Linked DNA regions of Mus musculus: all the other regions are linked to region 3. Evidence: chromatin contacts called from public Hi-C and capture Hi-C data. All regions are on one chromosome and are shown on one strand. Each heading gives the region's core, a stretch centred on a gene start, on an enhancer-like site or on the middle of the called end of the contact. The rest is flanking DNA. Distances are from core to core; before and after follow the strand shown.

Region 1 (5,467 bases), core at 1,835-4,334, 490 kb before region 3:
TATTACAGTTTTTATTTGGGTGTGTGCCACTGGTAAACAAACAATGGCTGAGATACAGCTGGTCTTCACATCATTATGCCTGTCACATATTCTTTCATATGCCAGGAACAGGAGGCAGGGCCAGGCCATTGAACCTCAACCCCCATCCTGGTGACTCTCTTCTTCCAGCAAGGCTCAGCTTCCTCAAGGACCCACAACCTTTCCAAAGAGTGTCACCAGCTGGGGACACATGAGCCTTCAGGGGCTATTTCACATGCTAACCACCACAGCAATGCAGCATGCTAACCATCACAGCAATGCAGCATGCTAACCACCACAGCAATGCAGCATGCTAACCACCACAGCAATGCAGCATGCAGGACGGTTGGAGAAGCTTCCAGCTCAGGCCCAGCGTGGCTTCTGCATGGCCTACGATCAAAGCACATGTCTTCGGCAGTAGGGATCTGCCATCTCATTCTGGGGATGGAGCCTGTAGTGGCTATTCCTGGTTGTCAACTTGACTATATTTGGAATGAACTACAATCCAGAATTGGAAGGCTCACCAGTGACCCTTATCTGGAGGCTTGGAGATCCTTATCTGGATCTTGGTATGGAGATCTTGAGCCATAGTGGCTATGGATTCCAGAAGATTAAATCTCCGAGTTTAAGGAACACACCTTTAATCTGGGCTACACCGTTTTATCTGGGATTAAGGGTGTGGTGGCATACACCTTTAATCTGGGCTACACCTTCTGCTGGAGACAATATAAGGACATTGGAAGAAGGGAGTCTAGCTCTTGCTCCTTCGCCTGCTTGCTGCGTGAGACTGAGCAACTGCTAGATCCTTGGACTTCCATTCACAGCTGCGATTGAATCATTGTTGGGAATTGGGCTGCCGACTGTAAGTCATCAATAAATTCCTTTACTATCTAGAGACTATCCATAAGTTCTGTGACTCTAGAGAACCCTGACTAATACAGAGTCTATGCCACAGCAGTCGTTATGGTGCGTAGGCTCCCAGAGACTCTCTTCGAAAACCATTAGGAAGGTAGCCAACCCATGGGGCTGGAATTTCCAACCAACAACCTTATGGCTCCTGGGTGGTGACATTTTTAACCCCAAGCTGAGTGCCATTGTTCCAAGTCTTAATTGTTGGTGCCACAGATGCTGTTACACATTTTTAAGAAGCAGGTTTGCCATTTGTAGTGGCTATTCCTGCTTGTCAACTTGACTATATCTGGAATGAACTACAATCCAGAATTGGAAGGCTCACCAGTGACCCTAATCTGGAGGCTGGGAGATAGAAGTTTCTGACCTGGATCTTGGTATGGAGATCTTGAGGCATAGTGGCTATGGATTCCAGAAGATTAAAACAGGGAGATCTCCGAGTTCAAGGTCATCTGGGATTAAAGGTGTGGTGGCACACACCTTTAATCTGGGCTACACCTTCTTCTGGGTACCATATAAGGACATTGGAAGAAGGGAGTGTCTCTCACTCTTTTGTCTGCTTGCTGTGTGGGACTGAGCAACTGATAGATTCTTGGACTTCCATTTATAGCTACTACTGACCATTGTTGGGAATTGGACTGCAGACTGTAAGTCAACTCTAAACTCCTTTACTATAGAGAGTCTATCCGTAAGTTCTGTGACTCTAGAGAACCCTGACTAATACAGAAGTTGTTACCAGGGGTAGGGTATTGCTGTGATAGGCCTGACCATGCTTTTATTTGAAAGAATGTGGATGTTGGGACTTTGGATTTGGAAAGCAGTGGAATGCTTTAAATGGGGCTTAATAGATCATCCTACTAGGAATATGGAAGACTTTGTTGCTGGGAGTGATTTGAACTGTGTTGACCTGGCCCAAGAGATTTCAAAGGAGAAGAATTTCAGAATGTGGCATAAAGACTGTTTTTGTGGTATTATGGTGAAGAATGTGGCTATTTTTTGCCCTTGTCTGAAAAGTCTGCCTGAGGCTAAGGTGAAGAGACTCAGATTAATTGCATTGTCAAAGGAACTTTCAAAAAAGCCCACAGAGACTTTGTTCTCTGGTTAAGTCTTATGAAGAGAAGCTTGAACAAGCATAGCAAGCTTAGAAAGGAAAATTATATATGGTTTGAGTATTGAAGGGAGCCAGGCATGGTGGTACACGCCTTTAATCCCAGCATTTGGGAGGCAGAGGCAGGCGAATTTCTGAGTTCGAGGACAGCCTGGTCTACAGAGTGAGTTCCAAGACAGCCAGGGCGATACAGAGAAACCCTGTCTCAAAAAACAAAAACAAAAACAAAAAACAAAAAACAAAAAAAAAGGTTTTTTTTTTTTTTTTTTTAATAAGACTTGCCTTGGTCATGGTCTGTTCACAGCAGTAAAACCCTAACTAAGACACCATTATAAACTCTTTTCAGAGAGTGGGCAGGGTCTGCCCTGCTGTCTCATCTGTGACAGAAAAGTGCTGAGTGGGTTTAGGACTCAGCAGCTACAGGAGCATGGGTGATAGGTGGGCAGCTTTGTCACTGAAAACCCTACCATTGGGTGATGGCTCGCACAAAAGCGTCATCCTTCAAGCTCCCTGAGTAACTATGAAGTGGGCTCAACAGTCTCCTCTCCTTCGGCCATTGCTTGCTACGTAGGTAACCACTGGAGAGGTCTCGGGAATCTTGCTTCATGGACATTTCATGATCCTCTTGCTTTCTTTCCAGGAGGGAACGCATCAATCCGGGAGAAATAGAATATACTGTTGGGGTTCCTTCCAGCTCCAGGGGACGTGTCTTGGAAGCCCCTAAACTCTGAGCCCGCAAAGCACCTCTCATGTGATTGAATCCCTCTGGGATGTCCAAGGATAATGTACAGCTGGCCAGCTGCACACAAGATGCCCACTCAAGGGCGCAGCCTCAGTCTGGGAAAGAAACCCCATCTACGTAGCACATTATGTCAGGTCCATGACTGAAGGCAAGAGGCAGAGCATTGTGGGTTCAGTATATGCAAAGGGCACAAAGGTCATGGGATCAGAGCAGCCGCTGGCCGGCCACCCACCAGATCCTGTTAAGAAGGGATTAGCAGACTGCAAACTGGGCAAGAAAATCCTCTCATCTTTTAATACCGGCTCTCCGGCATCTCTAGTTTGGGTGTGAGTTACGGCCGGCTCATCTCCCTTTTTAGTCCGACTCACAGGGCTGTCTTTGTTTAGGCTGGTGATAGGGGAGGTCCCGAAGCCAAGCCACCCTTGTGCAGGGGACATTAGAAAATAAGATCTACCTGTCCATCTAGGGCATCCGTCTCTTGTGAGCCTGGACCATGGGCAACATCATGGAGGGCAAGTCCGTGGAAGAGCTGAGCAGCACCGAGTGCCATCAGTGGTATAAGAAATTTATGACGGAGTGCCCATCTGGCCAGCTCACCCTCTACGAATTCCGCCAGTTCTTTGGTCTCAAGAACCTGAGCCCCTCAGCCAGCCAGTATGTGGAACAGATGTTCGAGACCTTTGACTTCAACAAGGTGGGCAGAGGATGGGAGGGCTGGGAAGGTCATAATTCTTGGGGGATACCTCGAGAAGCCAGAGTAGCCTAGGGGTGGGCAGAGGGAACAAGAGGAAAGAAGTGTCTGCAGTTACTTCTGGTTCCCATTGTTTTAGGGCTGGATCTTTTTGTGGAGCCAAGGCTGTTTTTCAACTCGTGGTGATCCCCCTGCCTCAGGTTCCTAGTTGATGGGAATACAAGCCCAGTTTTAGCCTGAGCTGGTTGGTTTTTCAAATGTCTTGTTCATTTGGAAGGTGGGCTTTGAGATTTGATTCCATAGCTGCTCGTTCAGCATCTCAGCTTTAGGCCCTGGGGGCTTCAGCAAACTAAGACCCACTTCACAGGGGAAAACCAGAGGTCATAGGCTGAATGCAAGGTGTTCCCTGTCCACCTGTTATGCCACTCAGCAGCCTCCAAGACAGGCATGAATGCTTCCAAGATGGCCAATGAGCACCCCAAGGTGTTGGTGCTGGGTGGGTGGGATGCTTGTGCAAAAACCCCTAGATTTTCCTTGGATGTGAGGGATGGAGTCAGAGGGAAAAAGGGAGGGGGGAGAGCGAGAGAGCACGAGAGAGAGAGAGAGAGAGAGAGAGAGAGAGAGAGAGAGAGAGAGAGAGAGAGAGAGAGATTGATTGGAGCTCAATAAATAAATAAAGCCACCATTTATCTAGAACAGTCAGGTATAAAGATGGTGGAATCCAAAGCCACACACCTGCTTATGCTCTGTCTGCTGATCCTCAGCTGGGCTGGCCCCTCACTGGGACATGGGTTCTATCAGTGATATAGGGCCGGCCATGTGGCCATTGTGGCAGGGGGCGCCCCTCCCCTCAAGAACACCACTGTGGTCGGTGTTTCTAGGGAACACCAAGATCCCTGTGTGGTTATTTAAAACTCACTAATACATGAGTTAAGAGGCCCAATCGGATTACGGGAACTAAAGAACCAGCCCAAGGGCAGTGTCCCCGCTCTAAGGGCTCTTCTGAAGGAGATGGCCAGAGAGCCCGGGATAGGGTGATAAGGTGAAGGAGAAATGAGGGTGGACACCCCAAAGTGCTCCGGGGAAGCAGTGGTCCTCCTGCAGTACTTGGGGGGAGCAGTGGTCCTCCCAAAGTGCTCAGGGGAAGCAGTGGTCCTCCTGGCCAGGTTGGGAGGGATCCCAGCACCTACCCACAACACACTGGAACATCTTGTCTCCTCCTGTTAAGGGAAGCCCTTGGGGTCAAGACAAGTCTGTGGGAAGATTCCTTCAAGTCAGCCACAATGCAACTCCTCCACCATTACCTAACCCTTGTCACTTGGGTGCCATCTCTTCAGTTTCTGTCACACGTATTGTCTGGAATTCAGTGGTAGCCCTGGCTGTCCTGGAATTCACTGTGTAGACCAGGCTGGCCTCGAACTCAGAGATCCGCCTGCCTCTGCCTCCCGAGTGCTGGGATTAAAGGCCTGTGCCATAACGCCCGGCACAAGTTTTCTTTTCACTTTGGTTTTTCAAGAGAGGATGTCTCTCTTTCTGTGTAACCCTGGCCATCCTGGAACCCACTCTGAAGACCAGGCTAGCCTCAAACTTGGAGATCCTCCTGTCTCTGCCTCTCAAGTGCTGGGATTGAAGGCATGTGTCCCCACCACCTGGCTCAGTTTCTATTTTTTAAATTTTATTTTTGGGATGGAGAGTCGGCTCAGCGGTAAAGAGCCCTTGTAGAGGTCTTGGGCTCCATTTCCAGCATCTTTATGGTGGCAAACAACCTCCCACTCCGCCTTGGGCAGTGAAAACATGTACACAGATATGCACACAGGCAAACATATATAAAAATTAAATTATTTTTATAATTTATTGATATTTTAAATTTAAACATTCATTCATTTAATTTCTTTCTCTCCGATGCCAGATATTAAATAACCATAACCTCTGGTAGGACTCCCCATGCTGGGATGTGAGCTTTGTGGGGGACAAAGTCTTGTCTTGCTTATTTTTGTGG
Region 2 (6,211 bases), core at 1,342-3,841, 360 kb after region 3:
GCGGGGAGAAGGAGCGGGCAGCCACAGGACTATGCCCTCTCACTCCAGCCAAAGAAACGGGCCTGCCTGCCCTCCCCAGCTGCCCTCCTTCCTGCTCTGCCTGTCATGCTGTTGATGGTGCAGCTCTCCTCCCTCCTCAGACCCCCTGCCAGCCTGGCTCAATTTGCTATGAGTATTAGCTGACCCGATGGGACTGTGCCACCTTCCCACTCACAGGCCTTCTGTGGGACTGGGCACAGTGTTCCCGTCCGAGGAAACATTTGGGGCCCTCTCTCCAGCCTCTTTGGCGACCTCTGGTTAGCTTTGTGTCTGCCATGGTCTGGGTCAAAAGAGCCCGGCCCCTGCCCCTCAGGGAGCCAGCTGGGAGAGATATGGGGGCTTGTGCCCTCAGCCGATGCCCTCTGCCCCTTTCAGCTCCTGAAGCAGCTGGGCCTGTGCACCGGGCAGGTTACTGGGGCCGCCTGCCCTGCCTTGCCTCTGTTCCCGCGGACCTGCAGGGGCTCCTGGGTTGGAGGGAACCACTGTTAGCGGTCTCTTCCTCCCCTTGGTCTTCCCCCTTCTCCCAGCTGCTTTACTTAAGAGTTGATTTTGAACTTTTTATTTGAGGAGATGACGTGAAAACAAATCTATAAATATATATTTTTAAAATATTTAACTTTTTTTTAATGGCGTTTTTCTCATCCCCCTCCCTGCCCAAACTCCTCTTGGGGAAGCTCTTGGGCTCCCTAGAACTGTCTGGGCCCCTGGGGACAGCCACCCCATGAGCTTGGGGTCCACCAGTGTGTGTGTGTGGGAGATTCTGGGATTGCTCCACATCCTGGGTTCTTTCCAGGAGAAAGGTGGGGGAGGGGCCCTCAGGCCAAGCCACAGAAGGGGGATGGGAGGTCCCGCAGTTCTAGGCCTCTTTTGCCCTCTAGGGTTGTTGCTAGGAAAAGGGAAGATGGAGACCAAATGTGGGGGTGGGGTGGGAGGGGTCAGGGAGAGGAGATTGATGTCCTTTGTGCCACAGTATGGTCGTTGCAGCCTGTGCTCCCCCAGGCTTGCAGATACCTGGGGCCCAAGGTGCAGTGGGCAGGATGGAGTTCGGGAGGTAGGGAGATACAGGAATGGGGGTCAGAGGTAAAAGCTCTTGGGCTGAGTGCAGCAATGGGGGGCCAGAGGTGGGCAGCTCTCCCAGGGAGTGAGCAGCTACTGTAACTTTTTTAAATTAAGACAAAAAGCCTTGAAGAAAATGACTTTATTTTTCTAAGTGTAACCTCAGTATTTATGTAATTTGTACAGGGCCATGCCCCATCCCTTAAAATCCCTTTGGGGACCTTGAGGGTGGGCTAGCATAGGGGAGGGTGTTTTACCCTGTGTCAGAGCCAGCCTAAACCACCTGTATCCATTAAAGGAGCTTTTTCCGGGAGGGCAGTTGGGGTAGGGTGTCACTAAACCCTTGTTGCTGCCTTCAGTAGGAACAAGCCTACTTCTGCGGTTAGGTGGAGGGGTTGGGAAGGTTTTATGCACAGCCTACGTTTCATGGGGATGATCTGCTGACGTTTAAGAGCCCCCTGAACCTCTAATCCCCATTACTGTCTTCCCCAGCTGGGATGCCACCTTTCTGGCCTTTCTCCTGGAAATAGCTGGGGCGTTTGGGTGGCTTTCAAGACTGGGGCATGGTAAACCAGGGGTCAGAGTTGGGGAGCTTGGGACTCAGGTCTGTAACTGCCCAGCCCCCTTCTCTGCTCCTGTTTCACTCCTCTGCCGCCCACTCATGGCCCCTCCCCCAACACCGGAGGTGTTGATTCCTCCTCACAAAAGATAGAGCCTGGGCAAGTGATTCAGGCCAAGTGCTTACCAACGTGTGCTGTGTGATTGTGGCCTTGGGAGAACCTGTTTGTCAGGCAGGACTGAGGTGGCATTTCTATGTGCAGCAACCCTTGGTGTATCCCTAATTAAGTGGCTCTAGGGGTGTGTGCGCGCGCCTGTGTCCGAGTGAATACGTGTGTGAATGTGGAGTGCGTGTGGTATATCCGTGGTTTCTACTTCTCCTGGGATGTTGACCCAGGAATAGTGGACATGGTCACATCTTCTGTACAGAGCTTTCTTTTGTATTAAAAAAATACTCTTTCAATAAATGTATCATTTTTGTGCACAGACTGGGGTCTTTGGCTGTGTCTTTGGGATCTTTTTAGCATCGGGAGGGAGGAGGGAGCACAATCCCTTAAAGTCTGTCCCAAGCTGCGGTGTGCTTTGGACTGTTCAATCCTACATGATTGAAGAGATCTGGGCGAGGACTTAATGCATGGTTTTGCCAGCAGCTCAGGGAAGGTCAGGGGTTTTACTTAAAAGTCAAAGTGACCCAATGATCTAAAATACCGCAGGGTTTGGGCAGCGCTGGGAAACAACAACAACACACACACACAAGTCCGGTGATGGGAGTATGGGTTAACTAATGCGGAGATGATTGCTGTGGTGGGTGGGAGAGGAAGATGGACCCGGTGGAGCGCAGGATGCTTCACACCGGACTACCTGGGAAGGACACTGGTTGCTGACTCCCTCGGCTAATACGCATGCTCCACTCACGCGCCGCTTTGCCACGCTCGCAGTGGGCCACCGTAGGACCCGTAGTCGCCCGGGTCGTGCGTGCGCCCGGCGTGTGACCCGGAAAAGAGCTGTGGAGGAGGCGGGCCCAGTTGCGGGACCCGCTGCTGGGTGACAGCGAGGGTCCAGCCGGGAGGGCGGTGAGAGGTGAGAAGAAAGCTCTGCACCGAGCCATCCCTTCTTTTCCCAACCCCCTCCAAGTCCCTCATCCCTTCCTCCCGGACTAGAGGGAGAAGTCGGGGAAGCAGGTCCTGTCAGCTCGCGACCGCGCCCCGCCATGCTCACCCCGCGCCGCCCCGCTCCCCCAGGCCATTATTCCCCGCTTGGTGTTGAGCGGGCTCCTCCGCCACCTCTCTGGAGTCTAGCTTGGACGCGATCGTGCTGCTTTCTGTTCTCAGTCCCGGCAGTCAGGCGTCACCTTCACACCCCTATTTAGAGCTTCTGGTTTAGGCCCTCCCTATGCCATCCCCGCCCCCCAGGCCTAGAAGATGGTTTGGCTTGGCCCCATGTTTGTCAACAGCTATAAGAGCATCAATGGTTATCGCCTAGCCTTCCTTCCATGCTAAGTGAATCCCATCCACACAGAAGTTCACATCTTATATGACTCCTCCTTTCTTCTGCTTGCCTCCTGTCCGTGCACCCTGACATGACTCCTGCCTGGATAACTGGTTCTTTTATCCAGGTACACCTTCTATTTTACTCTCTCCATTGCACTGTTTCAAATCACACATACCTTTCCCTAGTCGTTTTATTTTCATTAATATTCTGCTTTAACAACCTTTCTTATCTGATGCCTGCAACCTACTGTCCCCATCTAAGAATAGATTATGCTGTAATACATTTTTTTTACTGAGCAGTTCTGTGCTAACGAATGTTCAGTTTGGTTTCTGTTTTAAAGATTCATTTATTTTATTTATATGAGTAACTGTCTTAAGACACACCAGAAGAAGGCATCGGATCCCATTACAGATGGTTGTGAGCCGCCATGTGGTTGTTGGCAATTGAACTCAGGACCTCTGGAAGAGCAGACAGTGCTCTTAACCACTGAACCATCTCTCCAGCCCTTAAAGACAATCTTACTGTGTAGTTTGGGCTTAGCCAGGAACTTTCTGTGTGTAGCCAAGCCTAACCTCGGAATTTGTGATTCTTTTGCCTCAGTCTCCTGAATATCAAGATTATAGGCACACCAGGCTTAAATTCATAGCCTTTTAGAAAGGAGATTTATGGACCTGGGGATGTAGCTCAGTTGGTGGAGTGTTTGCCTAGCACCCAGGAAGCCCTGGGTTCAATCCCCAGCACCCATATAATGCTGAAAACCATGTCTAACTCGACTTCCAGGGGATCTGATGCCTTCCCTGGCCTCCAAGGGCACCAGGCAAGTGCTGCACAGACAAATACACAAACAAAATTCATACACACAGATTTATTTATTTTATTTGCTTTTTTCGAGACAGGGTTGCTCTGTGTAGCCCTGGCTGTCCTGGAACTCACTCTGTAGACCAGGCTGGCCTCCAACTCAGAAATCCACCTGCCCCTGCCTCCCAAGTGCTGGGATTAAAGGCATGCGCCACCACTGCCCGGCCATATATTTTATTTTTAAATAAATTAAAAAGGATTTATTTTGTGTGCATGAGTGTTTTGCCTGTATGTATGTGCAGGGTGCCCTTGGAGGTCAGAAGAGGGTGTTGGACTCTTGGGATTGGAGTTACAGATGGTCTGGAGCTGCCATGTGGGTGCTAGGCACTGACCCTTGGTTATTTTGTAGAGCGGCAAATGCTCTTCACCCCTGCTCATCTCTTTAGTGCCCACCTCCCCTGCAGTGACATTTCTGAGAATTCTGGCATTTGGGTTTCTTTTAAAAACCAGAACTATATTATGAGAATGGGCTTTTGTTGTAGCCCCAGGTGTGGGCTGCGGGGCTGCTTCGGACTGTCTGCAGCTGCTGACTGTGACTTGACTCCGTGCTCTAGTAGAAGCCTGGCTCTGCCAGCTTCAGACAATTTCTGTGACTGTGTGCGGAGTGCATGAGTGCTAGGCTCCTGAAAGGCGTGTGGAGTGGTTGTTGGCCATTAAGAAGGTTGGTTGTGGTTTGTTAGTAGCCCGAGGTAAAAAAAGAAACAAAAGGAAAGAAATCAGACTCTAGGATCTCTTTCCTGTCTATCCTTGGTTTTCTCCTACCTAGTTAGTGTTAGGGGGTGAGAGCGGGGGGGGGGGGTCTCTGGATAAAGGGTAGGAAAAAGAAGAACCCACAAAGTAGCAAAGACCAGCTTACACACACACACACACACACACACACACAGTGCCAGGCCTCACACATCCTAATCAGGTACTTGGCTTTTGAGCTGGAGCCCAGCCCCCTTCCTTTCCTGAAATGCCTTCATCGCATCTCTTTGCTCCGTTCACACCGTTCTTCTCTTATATAATATATATGTTATATAAATATAATACTTATTTACTCCGTCCTATTCTCTGCCTTTTATTGTGCTCTAAATTCTACCATGCAGCCCACCCATTACCACCCACCTCACTTATGCCTCAAGATAGTACCGCACTCTGTGTAGTCGGTTCATCTTTCACATACTGCCTGTCTGTCTCCTTGTGTATCCCAGGAGATCAGGATGGTAGGGGAACGGCGTGCAGGGAACCTTCTGGTACCCTTGGGGCCTCGGCTGCAGGCGTACCCTGAAGAACTCCTTCGACAGAGGCCTGGACATGATGGCCATCCCGAGTACCTGATCCGCTGGAGTGTCCTCAAGTGTAGCGAAGAGGGCAAAGTGAGCTCAGAGGAGGAGAAGACAGAGCATCTCCTCATGTGGCTGTCAGCCCCAGAGGTCTACGCCAACTGCCCCATGCTACTGAGGGAGCGGCCAATACCTAAAGGCCCGCAGCACGAACCTGCTGGAGAGGTGGGAAGCTTCCCACGAGACCCTGGAGGCCTGGATGAGTTGGCAATGACAGAGATGGAGGCTGATGTCCGGGCGCTGGTGCGCAGGGCTGCCAGGCAGCTGGCGGAGGGTGGGACCTCGAGCCTGACGGCTGCTGTGCTTCACACCGTCCACGTGCTCAGTGCCTATGCCAGCATCGGGCCTCTCACCGGAGTCTTCAGGGAGACCGGAGCCCTAGATCTGCTCATGCACATGCTGTGCAATCCCGAGCCTCAGATCCGCCGGAGTGCAGGCAAGATGCTCCAGGCTCTGGCAGCCCATGATGCTGGTAAGAGGAGGTGGGGGAGGGGAGCAGTGGAGGCGGGGGGGGGGGTAGGGGGGAGACACAAGGAGTAAGACAAGAGATATAAGAGAGTTCCCAACCATGACTTACTAAGTAGCAACTCAAGGTAAAAGAAACATAGATGAACCCTTTATTCCTGGTACACACAGGACAAAAGCTCAGGGTTTATCTGCCACTCGCCCTTTATGGTAGACAATAAAGCGGGTCGATTTATATCAGTTGAATGTTTGAGATGTAGTTTTGGGTTGCGATATTAGTATGAGAGTTATAGCCAACTTTAAAAACAAATTAAAATATCCACACACCATTGTATGCCTTTAATCCTAGCACTTGGGAGCCAGAGCCAGGTAGATCTCTGCCAGTTCAAAGCCAGCATAATAGTCTACATAGTGAGAAC
Region 3 (6,132 bases), core at 1,314-3,813:
CAGGACTGGGGGGCAGTTTTCCTCAGGGGTGTGGGCTCTGATAGACTATTCATGCTCTGGTAGATGGCCAGACATTCGTGCACATACCTAGAGCAGTAACTAGACTCCATTTATTTGAGAGAGAGAGAACTTAAACCTGGGAGGGAGGGAGGGAGGGAGGGAGGGAGGGAGGGAGGGAGGGAGGGAGGGAGGGTAAGGTGGGGGTTAGAAGGGCATAGGGTGGAAGGGATTAAAATACATCAGACACCTGTGAAACTCGGTCAATTTGAAAAGGAGAAAAAAGAAGCGACTCCATCCGGAGTCCACAGTTAGAAAAAAGAAAAGAGAAAAGTGGCAGAGATGGGTGAGAGCCTCTTCCACCTGGTTTTAGTGTTGTCCTCTCTTGTGTCCAAGGGGCTACTTATTTCCTGGCTTCACTTCCTCCCAGCTGACTCATGCAAATCCCGCCCTCCTGCCCTGTCTGTCATCGGAAGGGCAGAACTGGTCACAATCCTCTCCTTGCCTGGGGATTTGTGGCTGTAATCTCCTTCCACAGAGAAAATGACAGCCAAGCCGTGACCTTCACTGGGCCTCCCTCCACCCGAGGAGCAAAGCCTGGTCTAAGTTAGATGCCAGCTGCCCAGGAGCCTCTGGGGTGTCAGCCAGGGCATGTCACAGAGCACGCCCCTCCCTGGAGAGCATCCTCTGGGAAGAGTAGCCTGAGCTGACGTGGAGGCTCATTCTCCCTGAGCCCTCCCCACCACAGAGCTTCATCTTCACACGTACCAAGCGTACCTTGGGAAACCTTAGCTGTGCTGTGCCAGCAAACAAAACAGCTCTGTGGATAGCGGGGCTTGCCATGCTGCGAATGCCCGCCTGAGAGGAAGTGCTGGGACCACCACGCCAAGATAAAACGGACTCCCTGCAGCCATCCCCTGCCCTCTGCGCACACTGTATACACGCACACAGATAACAACACACCAGGCATGGTGGCACATGCCTTTAATCCCAGCACTTGAAAGGCAGAAATAGAAGGATCCCTCTGAATTCAAGATTAGTGTAGTCTACATAAGGAGTTCCAGGCAGCCAAACTACATACAACCCTAAAAAAATAAATAAAAAAAAAATTTTTTTAAAAAAAGGAAGAAAGAGAAAGACCAGAACAAGCAGGCATTTAACTAACACCTGCTATATACCAGGCATAGACAGACCAGGCAAAGTACTCCAGGATCACACATTCCAGTATCTTTCCTTGAAAGATGGGTAGGGGACGCAACACCAGAAAGAAGCACAACCCAGAGCTGCTTGCCTGCTTCCCACCCTGCATAACAGGAAGATAAGTCACCATATCCAAGCACAGACTCCCATAGGCACCTTTGGCCTTGTCAAAAGCTTAGGAAACTAAGGTGCAAACCAGGAAATGTCAGTTCTATGACAGGCGCAACCTCAGGTAGAACAAGATAAGTACGGGGGTGGGGGGGAATAGCGTGAGCTCTGAAGACCCCATTCTTACTGTAGGAAGGGGCCTGTGTTCTGGCTCTCCTGGTAATTCCCATCTATCTTAGCTTATCACTCCACACCTTTGCCCCGCCTCTGCCCGATGTGAAGCTGAACCAAATGAGGTTGCCACCATTGAGGACCAGACGAACCAGGCTGCTGGCAATGTCACAATGGTCCAGTATAGTGCCCCTCACCCAGACATCCGTTCTATACTCAGTAGAGGGAAAGGGGGACTGGGCAGGCTGGGGAAATCGAAGACCTGGGTCGGAGCGGTGGCTACTCACTCTTTGACCTCCTTGGAGGAGAAGTCCAGGTAGCGATTGCTGATCCACTGAATCTCGAACCAGTCCCGGAAGCCGTTGTTCCCACAGCACTTGAACTCAATCTGGAGCATGTCGATGGTCTTTTTCATGAAGCACCGGCCGGGGGTGTCCGTATCCCGATAATACTTCATCCCATTCTTGAGTCCGTAAGCCAGGGTGCTCTCCAGGGAGCCCCGCAACAGAAAGCAGCAGAGAGCCACCAGGAAGAGGATGACGTTAAAGAAGATGCAGACAGCCAGGTACGGCTTCAGCCAGGGCTTCCACTTGGCGTACTTGGCCGGGTCCAGGGCATCATAGCAGATCTTCCCAGCCAGAGAGTTGAAGACACAGGACAGGACCCCCACCCCTATCAGGGAGTTGGGCACAAAGTGGCTCTCAGAATTATTCATCACTTCGCTCCTCTTGCGAAGTTCAATCTTCAAGAACAGCCCCAAGCTGAAGAGGACGATGCCGGCCAACACGGACAGCCAGTTCATAAGCCAGAGCCCCTGGGCCAACTTGACCCGCTTCTTCTGGTCAAACTTGACTTTGAGCAGCGCCATGCTTACCGAGTGCGTTCAGCAGCCTCCCACGGTTCAGCTTCCACTCCTAATCCGAGTGAGCTCCGGGGCTGGACCGCTAGGGTCTAGGGAAGAGCACCATGGGCCCAAGCTGCAGGGAGTTGCCCATTTTGGGGCCTCCCTAGCTTGGGATCCCCGTTAACTCAGTAACGGTAGCCGGAGCTAATCTAGGCCGCCGTATCTGCAGAGTCCTTCCCAGCCAAGGAGGGACAGTCCGAACACTGCAGATTAAAAAGTGGGATCCACAACGCAGTCACTAATCTCTTTAGCCAGGGTCATCCCATTAGACAAAGCTATGCCAATACAAAACATGGCCAGGAGGAGTCTCCGTGTATATACATGCTGGACCCAGCTCAGCTCAAGAATCCAGAGCCAAAAGGACAGAGGCTGGCTAAAAGAATAGGCTGGGCAGTTCCTGCACGCCTCAGTGAGGTTCTTTTGGGTCTGTGAGTCTGAGGCCAAGAGAGGGGATTGGAGAGATGGCTCCGTGGTTAAGAGCACTGACTGCTCTTACAGAGAGTTCAGACTTGGTTCCCAGCACCCACACAAAAGCTCACCCCCATCTGTAACTCAGTTCTAGGGGATCTGATACCCAATACTGGCTCCCATGAGCCCAGACACATAAATGATTCACAGACCTACACGCAGGCAAAACCAGCATTCACATGTGTTAAGATTACAAACAAAGACAGCAGTGGCCCACACTGTCAATCCTATCACTAGGGAAGCAGAGTTAGGCATATCTGAGTTCCAGGCCAGCCTGGTCTACAAAGGAGTTCCAGGCCAGCCAGGGCTACACAGAGAAACCTTGTCTCAAACTAAAGATCACAAACAAATAATTCCAGATTCCAGCCCTATCTTGGTGGTTGGGTGTTTTGTGAGTTTGTTTTTATTTTAGACAGGGTCTCGTTTTGTAGCCCAGGGCTGGCCTGAAACTCACCTTGTAGAACAGATTGCTTCAAATGCACAGAGATCCAACTGCCTCTGCCTCTTGAGTGCAGGGACTAAAGGAGTACAGTAGCACACATGGCTACTTGTAGCAAGTTCAAGGTCAGTGGGAGCTGCTTGAGAGCCTATCTCAAACAAACAAGCAAACAAAGAATCAACCAAAGGAGCAATACATCTGCCACTGTGGTCACAGCAAGGGGCATGGGAAGCCTTAGGGAGTGAGTCTGCTATGTTTTGTTGCTGTTTGGGGTGGGTTTTTCTGTCGTGTTTTTCCTTGTTAAGACAAGTTCCCTAGAGCCCTCATATTACTATACCAGGCTGGCCTCCTCGAAATTGAAGAAATCTTCCAATCTCAGCATCACCACGCCAGTTAATTGTCATTTCTAATTAGTAGATATTTTTCTAAGATTTATTTATTATATATAAGTACACTGTACTTGTCTTCAGACACACCAGAAGAGGGCATCAGATCTCATTACAGATGGTTGTGAGCCACCATGTGGTTGCTGGGAATTGAACTCAGGACCTCTGGAAGAGCAGTCAGTGCTCTTAACCACTGAGCCATCTCTCCAGCCCCCAGTAGATATTGGCTTACAAAATTGTGAACAGAAAATACAGAGTTACCATCCCCAGACGTCCCAACCAGGACTAGCTTGAATGACTCTGTTATATTTTTATATTGTTTTGTTTGAGACAGGATTTTGCCTTGTGGCCAAGGCTAGCCTTGAATTATCCCCCCTTTCTGACTCAACGGCTGAAGTATACTTTTTTTGTTTTGTTTTGTTTTGTTTTGAGACAGGGTTTCTCTGTGTAGCCCTGGCTGTCCTGGAACTCACTTTGTAGACCAGGCTGGCCTGCCTCTACCTCCCGAGTGCTGGGATTAAAGGCATGCACCACCACGACCGGCTACATTTTTTTAAAAAGATTTTCTTTTTAATTATGTATGTAAGTGGAGGTGGGAGATGTGCACGTGGGTGCAGGAGCCCACAGAAACCAGAAGAGGGCGACTGAATCTCTGCAGCTGAAGTTACAGGCAGTTGTGAGGCTATCTAGTTGTAGGGGCTGGGACCAAACACCAGTCCCTGTAAGAGCAACAAGGGACACCTCTCCTGCCCCAATTTCTCTCTCTCTCTCTCTCTCTCTCTCTCTCTCTCTCTCTCTGTCCCCCCACCCCCCTGGCTTTTTGAGACAGGGTCTCTCTAGGTAGTCCTGGGTTGTCCTGGAACTTACTATGTAGCTCAGGCAGCTCTCAAGCTCACAGAGATCCGCACCCCACCCCACCCCTGCCTCCCAAGTACTGGGATTAGAGGTGTGTGCCACCATGCCTTCCAGTCTTCACCATTCTCACGTGTGTACGAAGGTAGCACGTTGGTATTTTTAATTGGCAATCGCCTCACTTTTATACTGAGGATCCTGTGCATACATATGTGTTCGGTTGGGTGCGTGTGCCAGAACTTCTGTATAGAGGGGAGGGGCAGAGCGTTGCTGTCTTTCTCTCTGCTAGGCTCCTCCTGGCTAGGCTGGCTGCCCAGGGAGCCCAGATCATGCCCGGCTCCTAGAGCAGGGGTTCCGGGAATGAGCCACCATGCCAGCGTTCTTCATGGCTGCAAGGGACCAGACCCTAGGTCCTCACGCTTTCTTTACCCATGGGTCTATTCCCCATCCCCGGGCACCTTTCCCTTGCTTATTTATCACCTGTACCTTCTTCTATGAAGTGTCTGTTTGAAATTATTTTTTTAAGCCGCTGATTTTTTTTAACCTTAATTTGTTTATTGATTATTTGGATATTTCACATAATGCGCCCCAATTCCATGTACTTCCCGGTCCTCTCAATTCCACCCTCCCTCCCAGAGAAACACCCCCTCAAAAATTAAGAAAAAAAAAAAGAACAAAAAGAAGTAAATAAAAATACAAAATCCAAGCCAGGTGGTAGTAGCACATGCCTTTGATCCCAGCACCCAGAAGGCAGAGGCAGGTGGATTTCTTAGGCCAGCCTGGTTTACCAAGAGAGTCCCAGGACAGCCAGGGATACGTAGAGAAGCCCTGTCTGGAAACCCCAAAAAGAAAAAAGAAAAAGGGGCTGGTGAGATGGCTCAGTGGGTAAGAGCACCCGACTGGTTTTCCGAAGGTCCGGAGTTCAAATCCCAGCAACCACATGGTGGTTCACAACCACCCGTAATGAGATCTGATGCCCTCTTCTGGTGCGTCTAAAGACAGCTACAGTGTACTTACATATAATAAATAAATAAATAAATCTTCAAACATTTCTTTAAAAAAAAAAAAAGAGCCCGGGCAGTGGTGGCGCACACCTTTAACCCCAGCACTTAAGAGGCAGAGGCAGGCAGATTTCTGAGTTCAAGGCCAGCCTGGTCTACAGAGAGAGTTCCAGGACAGCCAGGGATGCACAGAGAAACCCTGTCTCGAAAAAACAAACAAACAAGCAAACAAACAAACAGAGCCCTAGCTGCTCTTCCAGAAGATCCAGATTCAATTCCCACCACTCACGCGGTGGCTGGGCATCTGATGATCTCTTCTTGTCTCCTCAGGTAACAGGCATGCACATGGCACACAGGTACACATACAGACAAGACAGCTGCACACATAAAAATAATAAATAAATAAGACAATTATAATTAAATCAACCTGTTATTCTGTCATTCAAAGTTGGGTTTCATTATCAGTGTTAAACCAAATCAGAACCAGTTTCCCACAGCCCGCAACTCACAAGGCTCTCTACCCCTCAATCACATTCAGCTACTTAACAGTCTGCATCTCATGAGTCGCTTAAAAAAGCCATTTCTGGGCAGGAGAGACGGCTCAGC
Region 4 (6,237 bases), core at 3,346-5,845, 320 kb before region 3:
AGATGAAATAGTGGGAAAGGAGAAGCTGTGGGCATGCCTTTTCATTTGACCTACTTGAGCATTTCGGGTTCCTTCCTTGCCTCCGACGGCCTCGTAAACTGAGCATTCTAAGTTAATGTCTGGAAAGAGAATGTCTCCTCTCGAACAATGAATTGGATTTATCAAAACATTTGTGGGGGAGTGAATTTCCCCACAACCGTAACCTTTACATTCAGTCGAGATGTGACTATAAAAAACTCTTGGTCTCCAAGCAAGGTTTCATATGGCATCATTTTTTCCGTTTCGAGTCGCACAGGTAACTCCCATCTCCAGGTGGTTCCCCACCTCCAGCAGCACCCATCCCTAGGGTGGCTTGCAGAGCTAATACAAAGAGCAAGAACTGCATGGTGGCCCTGAGGTGCATTCTTCGTCACTCTCAAGTCCCCATAGAGCCCATACCTCTGTACACCCACTGACCCCTTCTTAGTTCTGAAACGGAAGTGATGAAGCTTAAGGAGAGGGGCTATGTTCTTCCCGTCCTTAATCTGGGAGCCGTAAATCAAGGCACTCGAACTCTCTAGAAGCTGCTGTCGGCCAGGAAGACCAAAGTCTTAGCTTGGAAAGTGACTGATAGCATCCACGGCTGGTGCTGCCGATGATGGCACAGTGAAGGCTGTTGGGATCTCTGGGGCCTTTGAAGGTCAGCCGTGCCCCTCGTCCTGGCCTACCCTTTCTGCTTTCCCGTTGACCACCACGAGTTCCTACTGCCCTGAGTTCTACCACCCCATGCCTGGGAGTCAAAATCCACTCTTTATGTCGGTAACCAGAAAACCAACCAGTACAGTGCAGATGGTCAGGAAAACCCAGCCATGTGGCTAGCCTGGAAAACCAAAGCCAAGAAAGGTCCCTCATCCCCCGGGATCCTCAGAACTGAAGAAAGGAGGAAAATGGGATGTGGCAGGTGGCCTTGGGCCATCGAGGACCCGAAGGGTTTTTCAACGGGACTGAAACACCCGAGAAACAGACTCACTGCCACCAAGTCTACAAACCCTTATTTTTTTCCTGGGAATAACACCTACTTTTTAACTTAAAAATATATGCCACTTAAACTTTTCTATATTAATGTCCCTCCCCAAATACATTCTAATAAAAACACTTTAATTTAAAAAAAAATCCATAAACACTAAATATTTTAGTACTTTTATTTACCTTATCCCTGGGAGAGCTAACTAACCAGGGGCAGACAATTTATTTGGAGTGAAGAGAGTTAATTTGCTGGATTAAAGATTCACAGGAATTCAAGGAGGTGACAGAGTCTGAGATATATGACACTAATAAAAGTAACATTTATTGGACCAGCCAGCGGGCTAAGCACTTGATTGGATTACCTCAGTAAAGCAGTGGCTATTCTTACCCCCATTTTATAGATGTGGTTATAAATGAGAGACTTCATCACAGCCATTTAATCTTCGCCAACCTAGAATCCCGAGTTCACTGTTTACTCTGGCTATAAAAAGGGTTGAATTAGCAAATTAGAAATGGAAGGCATAGTTAGCTTAGCAGATTGACGATCCGACACCCCCAGGCTTGCCGAAACCCAGATGTTCCCTGCTGCTGCCAATGGGACTTCCTGGGAGAGCTCTGCTGATAAGTACACTGGCCAGGAGTGGGGTCTGTGCCTGCCATGCAGGCAGACGAACCTGAGGTTAACCCCAGCACTGATGCAGGGCCTTCTGTCACCCCCAACCTCTGCACTTGACCAATGAAAGTTCTACTCTCATTGGCTAAGAGGCTTTTAGAGAAAGAAATACAGAGCTGACCCCCAAGTATCACTGCAGAGACGGGATGGCTGGCCCTGTGCAAGCGGCTTGGGTTCCTCCAATCTATTGTTTTGTTTCTGTTTTCTCTCTCTCTCTCTCTCTCTCTCTCTCTCTCTCTCTCTCTCTCTCTCTCTCTTTCTCTTTCATTCTTTTTCTTCCACTATGTGGGCTGTCCTGCAATTCATTCTGTAGACCAGGCTTGCCTTGAACTCACAGAGATCCATCTGCCTCTGCCTCCCGAGGGCTGGGATTAAAGGCGTGCACCACTACACCCGGTTCACCTTCGTCTTTTTTCTTAACTTTGAGAAGGACAAGATTTTTATTGCTCTTTCTGCACCTTCCAGTCAATGGTCCAAACTGCTGACCTAATTGTACAGTTTCACTCCCTCAAACACTAAACGTTTTCTGCTCTGGTGCTGGGGACGGGACCCAGGGTCTCCAGCACGCAAGGCAAGCCTCTCTGTGCTGCTTCCCAGGAGGACACATGGCTTAGACACTAAAACAGAAACCGCCCGGGAGACCAGCATCCTCCAGCCTTGTTGGGCGCAGTTTCCACCTGTTCCTGAGATTGAGTTCCAGCAACTACTTGGTTCTAACCGGTAGACTCCATGTTCTCTGTGTGCAGCCCAACCAGGCTCCCTAGCCTTTCAGATGCCTGTAGGATGGGAGGGAGACAGCACACTGAGGAGCTCATTCGTGATGCCATTTTCCTGGTTCTTCCTGTCTGCAGCCCGCTGTGGAGCCCCTTGACCTAGGGTTCCCATTCAGACCCTCTGTACTCTCTTCCTTTCGGACCAGGTCTGGAAACAGTCTCATGCCCTTGCTGGCGGGGGATGCCTCAAGTCTCCCTTACTAGATTTTCCTTGCCTTGCCATTACACCATTATCCAGCACTTGCTACATGATAGAACCCCTGGACACAACAGCATAAATATTCGATCAAAATCAGTCACAGTATAAGAGAAATAATGTAAGCAGCTGAGTCCGTCAAAAGGAACATCTAAGGGGTCTCAGTTGGTAGATAAGAATAATCACATAGAATTCCCAAATCCACGGCTTGTTCCCTAGCACCATATAAACTAGAGTTGGTGGCATGGTAGAAGCACTTGGGAGGCAGAGGAAGTTCAAGGGCATCCTTACTACATGGGGAATTTGAGCTACAAGGACCTTGTCTCAAACAACAAAACAAAACAGCAGCAAACAAAGCGCCGACTCTGAGGATGTGGTAAAGAACCGTTGCCTCTTGCTAAGCCAGGAGTATAGCTTAAAGTTAAAGGTGGAAGTGGAGAGGCGGCCCAGAGATTAAGAGCATCTGCTGTTTCTGCACAGGACTTGGGCTTGGTTCCCGGCACACAGCATGGTGGCTCACAGCCCCCTGTAACGTCAGGTCCAGGGGATCTGAGGCAAAATACCTATACACAGAAAATAAAGAAATCTTCTAAAGTTGAAGGTTCTGCTTGTACATAAGACCCTTCTGGGAGATCCTCTGAAAGGCCAAGCAAAGAATGATAGCCATGTGCCTGTTCTCTAGAGGGAGAAAGCAATGTCTCCTAGCCAAAGATGACAAACACTAGAGATGTTCAGACCCTCTGGGACTCACGGTTCGGGGAGCGTGATATAGCTGGCCACACTGTAGACCCAGTCAGGGAACAGAATGTGATGAATTCCAATGTGGCCCCCCATCTCTGTTCTCCCAGCTCAGAAAGGGTCTCCTAAAGTCCAGGCTGGCCTTGAACTCACGATGAAACCGGAGGATGACCTTGAACTCTGATCCTCCTGCCTCCACCACCAAGTGCCAAGATGGGGCCACCACGTGCACGCAGCTCCTTTTCTTCTTTTTCATTCAGCCTGGTAGCACAGCTCTGAGATGGCACCACCCACAGTCAAGCTGAATCTTCCCTTCTCAGATATACCTCTCAGGAAATGTCTTCGCCAGCATTCACACAAGAGTCTTCAAGCTGATTCTACACGGCCATCGAGCTGACGGCCATGATTGACCGGCAGGGCATGGAGAAGTGGTTCGGCAGGTTAAGAGCATGTATTGCCTTAGCAGAGGGCCAGAGTTTGGCTCTCAGAACTCACACCACAGCTGCCCAGAACTGGCTCTAGAGGATCCAGCACCCTCTTCTGGCAGCTATGGGTACTACAATCATGTGCGCAAATCCACACACATAAGTTGACACATAGATAAAAATAAATTCTTTTTTTTTTTTTTTTTTTTTCCGAGATAGGGTTTCTCGGTATAGCCCTGGCTGTCCTGGAACTCACTCTGTAGACCAGGCTGGCCTCGAACTCAGAAATCCACCTGCCTCTGCCTCCCGAGTGCTGGGATTAAAGGCATGCACCACCACGCCCGGCTCAAAAATAAATTCTTACAGCATACTCACCAAAACTACAACTCCCCATTAACACATACCCCAGTCCACACGGTGCCTCCCAAATGCCCCACTCAGTCCACAAATAACTTTTTATAGCTCTGAAAACACAGACAGTATCTGCCCTACTCCGGATAATGCTAAAAACCCACATGTGTGTTCGCTGCCCATTTCCTAGAGATGATTTTCCCAAAACCTGTGGGAATCCAGGATCACAACAGCCCTTCTGCTTTTCCTAGGTGCTTCCCACAACAGCAGGCATTAGATGGACAACCACAGGCCCCTCCCTGGCCAACAATCACATGCTCTGACTGCAAGAACCTGAGAGGAGTTACCTGTTTCAGGGTTGAGACCGCTGGTGAGCCCTTCAGGGTAGTCTTGCTCCCGTGTCTTCCTCCTTCACTGACCTCTGGAGCTGGAGCCTGTAGAAGCAACCCAAACAACATATTTAGGAAACCTGGCTCGGACGAGGGTACAGGTAGCCAACATGAGGCTGGGGCTGGGGAGGAAGCCAGGGTTAGCTTGGGTGGGCCATTCTGAGAGGCCCCAGAGCCATTGCTGAGGAAGGGGTCTGGGATAGGCCAGGACTTAGGAGAGTCGAGCTGGGGATTGGGATGTTTGATTGGGCCTCTGGTGAGACAGCATGTAGCCGGATAGGTGTGGAACAAAGCCACTTGTCAGAGTTTTTTTTTTTTTTCCTTGAGTAATTGTCGTCCCAGAGGCTCACTGCCTCAGTCTGCTAACCCAGGCCTAGCTCTGGAAGCTTCTAGCCTCTGTAAAATATTATCTAAACCTAGAGTGTCTTCAGCCTCTGAGACTGACTGCTGAGTAAGCTTACCCTTTCCAGGGCTTTCTGAGCTCTGCTGGCTGAGCTGTTCTGGCTCAAACTCCTCTCCAGGCTGACTGATTCTGTCTGGCTTCTCTCAGCTTCTCCTGAATTGCTCTGCTTGGCCTCAAACTAACTCTGACAGTTATGTTCTAATCTTCTGGCTCCTTCTCACTCTCTGGCTCTTTCTGTCTTTACCTGGGTCTAGCTTGTTCTCTCTCTGCAACCTGTCTCTGAACAAACCACCCATTAAAACTGCCTCCTCTGCACCGCTCTCTCTTCTTGGGAAACTTGGGCCGATCCTATTCTGTCAAATCTTTCTCTGATTAGTCACTTTGTCTGCCACTCAATCAGACATCACTTTTAAACATGGCTGCTTCCTTCGACAAACTAACTTTACGTTCATTGTTGGGGATTAAAGCTGTGTGCTAAGGGTGTGTCTGCTGAGCCACCCCACAACTAGAAACAGCCCCCCCCACTTCAGTAAATAACATAACCCCATTGTTCACAGTATGATCACCTCAGGGTTTATAATGTGATCAAATATCCTGCAACACCCAGAGTCACCCAGCCTAGGTTCTTCTTCCCTTCATGTTCCACACCTAATCCTCCAGTGAATGACGTCAGTATTAACTGTAAAGCACTTCTGAAGTCGGGTCATTTCTTACCACCTCTGCAGCCACTCTGACTTCAGTAGCTAGCGGCACATACTCAGTGCAGTGACCAGCTCACTGATGCTGTCGGAGCCTTGTGTTGTGGAAATACAGAGCGTGGCACATTGTAGGTGCCGGGGGTGGGGTGGGGGTGGGGGGAACAGTCGAAAGATTTATCGTGGATCAAAGGAAGGAAGAGAAAAAGAACTACAAAGAAGGAAGTTGTTGCCAGTGTCAAAAGTAGTGGGTTTCAGAATGATAAGAAGTAGTGGCGCACGCCTTTAATCCCAGTACTCGGGAGGTAGAGGCAGGCGGATTTCTGAGTTCGAGGCCAGCCTGGTCTACAGAGTGAGTTTCAGGTCAGCCAGGGCTATACAGAGAAACCCTGTCTCGAAAAACCACACACACACAAAAAGAACTGATGTTCTATCAGTGTGCAACAGAGAGGCCCCAGGGAGGGAGGCCTTGGAGGGACAGTTTCCACAGAAGGCAGGAGCCACCTGCCTGCCGCACACTCTACCGAGAGCCTATTCTGGGCCAGACCCACCTCTCATGGTCAATAGCAAAGGAACAAAGCCAGGAGAT

The links. A called contact is a pair of places that touch in the nucleus more often than the background predicts. Capture Hi-C pulls out chosen DNA fragments and counts their contacts.
Region 1: a contact with region 3 is called in a Hi-C map of rod photoreceptor, with 5 times the contacts expected there. The contact joins the promoter of Guca1a here to the promoter of Prph2 in region 3. A contact is called at or near these places in 9 of 39 promoter capture datasets (the 3T3-L1 cell line, 3T3-L1-derived adipocytes, cranial neural crest and 4 more), 2 of 484 Hi-C or Micro-C datasets (bone marrow-derived macrophages and rod photoreceptor) and 4 of 9 other capture datasets (adipose tissue, embryonic stem cells, liver and 1 more).
Region 2: a capture Hi-C map of embryonic stem cells shows a contact between it and region 3, with 2.6 times the contacts expected there. The contact joins the promoter of Cul9 here to the promoter of Prph2 in region 3. A contact is called at or near these places in 5 of 39 promoter capture datasets (embryonic stem cells, liver, pre-B cells and 1 more), 2 of 115 datasets of contacts at active chromatin or transcription factors (embryonic stem cells and pancreatic cancer cells) and 1 of 9 other capture datasets (embryonic stem cells).
Region 4: a contact with region 3 is called in a Hi-C map of epidermal suprabasal cells, with 2.4 times the contacts expected there. The contact joins the promoter of Trerf1 here to the promoter of Prph2 in region 3. A contact is called at or near these places in 2 of 39 promoter capture datasets (liver and stem cell-derived epiblast-like cells) and 2 of 484 Hi-C or Micro-C datasets (the G1E-ER4 cell line and epidermal suprabasal cells).

The regions. Positions count from the first base shown.
Region 1 is chr17:47,398,223-47,403,689 of GRCm38.p6, reverse strand. Guca1a (guanylate cyclase activator 1a (retina)) reads left to right here and starts at 3,084. Exons shown (of 4, transcript NM_008189.3): 1 at 3,084-3,471. The coding sequence starts at 3,271.
Region 2 is chr17:46,542,768-46,548,978 of GRCm38.p6, reverse strand. Cul9 (cullin 9) reads left to right here and starts at 2,591. Exons shown (of 41, transcript NM_001081335.2): 1 at 2,591-2,733; 2 at 5,196-5,799. The coding sequence starts at 5,205. It overlaps Srf (serum response factor), which reads left to right. Exons shown (of 7, transcript NM_020493.2): 7 at 1-2,140.
Region 3 is chr17:46,906,909-46,913,040 of GRCm38.p6, reverse strand. Prph2 (peripherin 2) reads right to left here and starts at 2,563. Exons shown (of 3, transcript NM_008938.2): 1 at 1,764-2,563. The coding sequence starts at 2,344.
Region 4 is chr17:47,228,588-47,234,824 of GRCm38.p6, reverse strand. Trerf1 (transcriptional regulating factor 1) reads right to left here and starts at 4,595. Exons shown (of 17, transcript NM_172622.3): 1 at 4,509-4,595.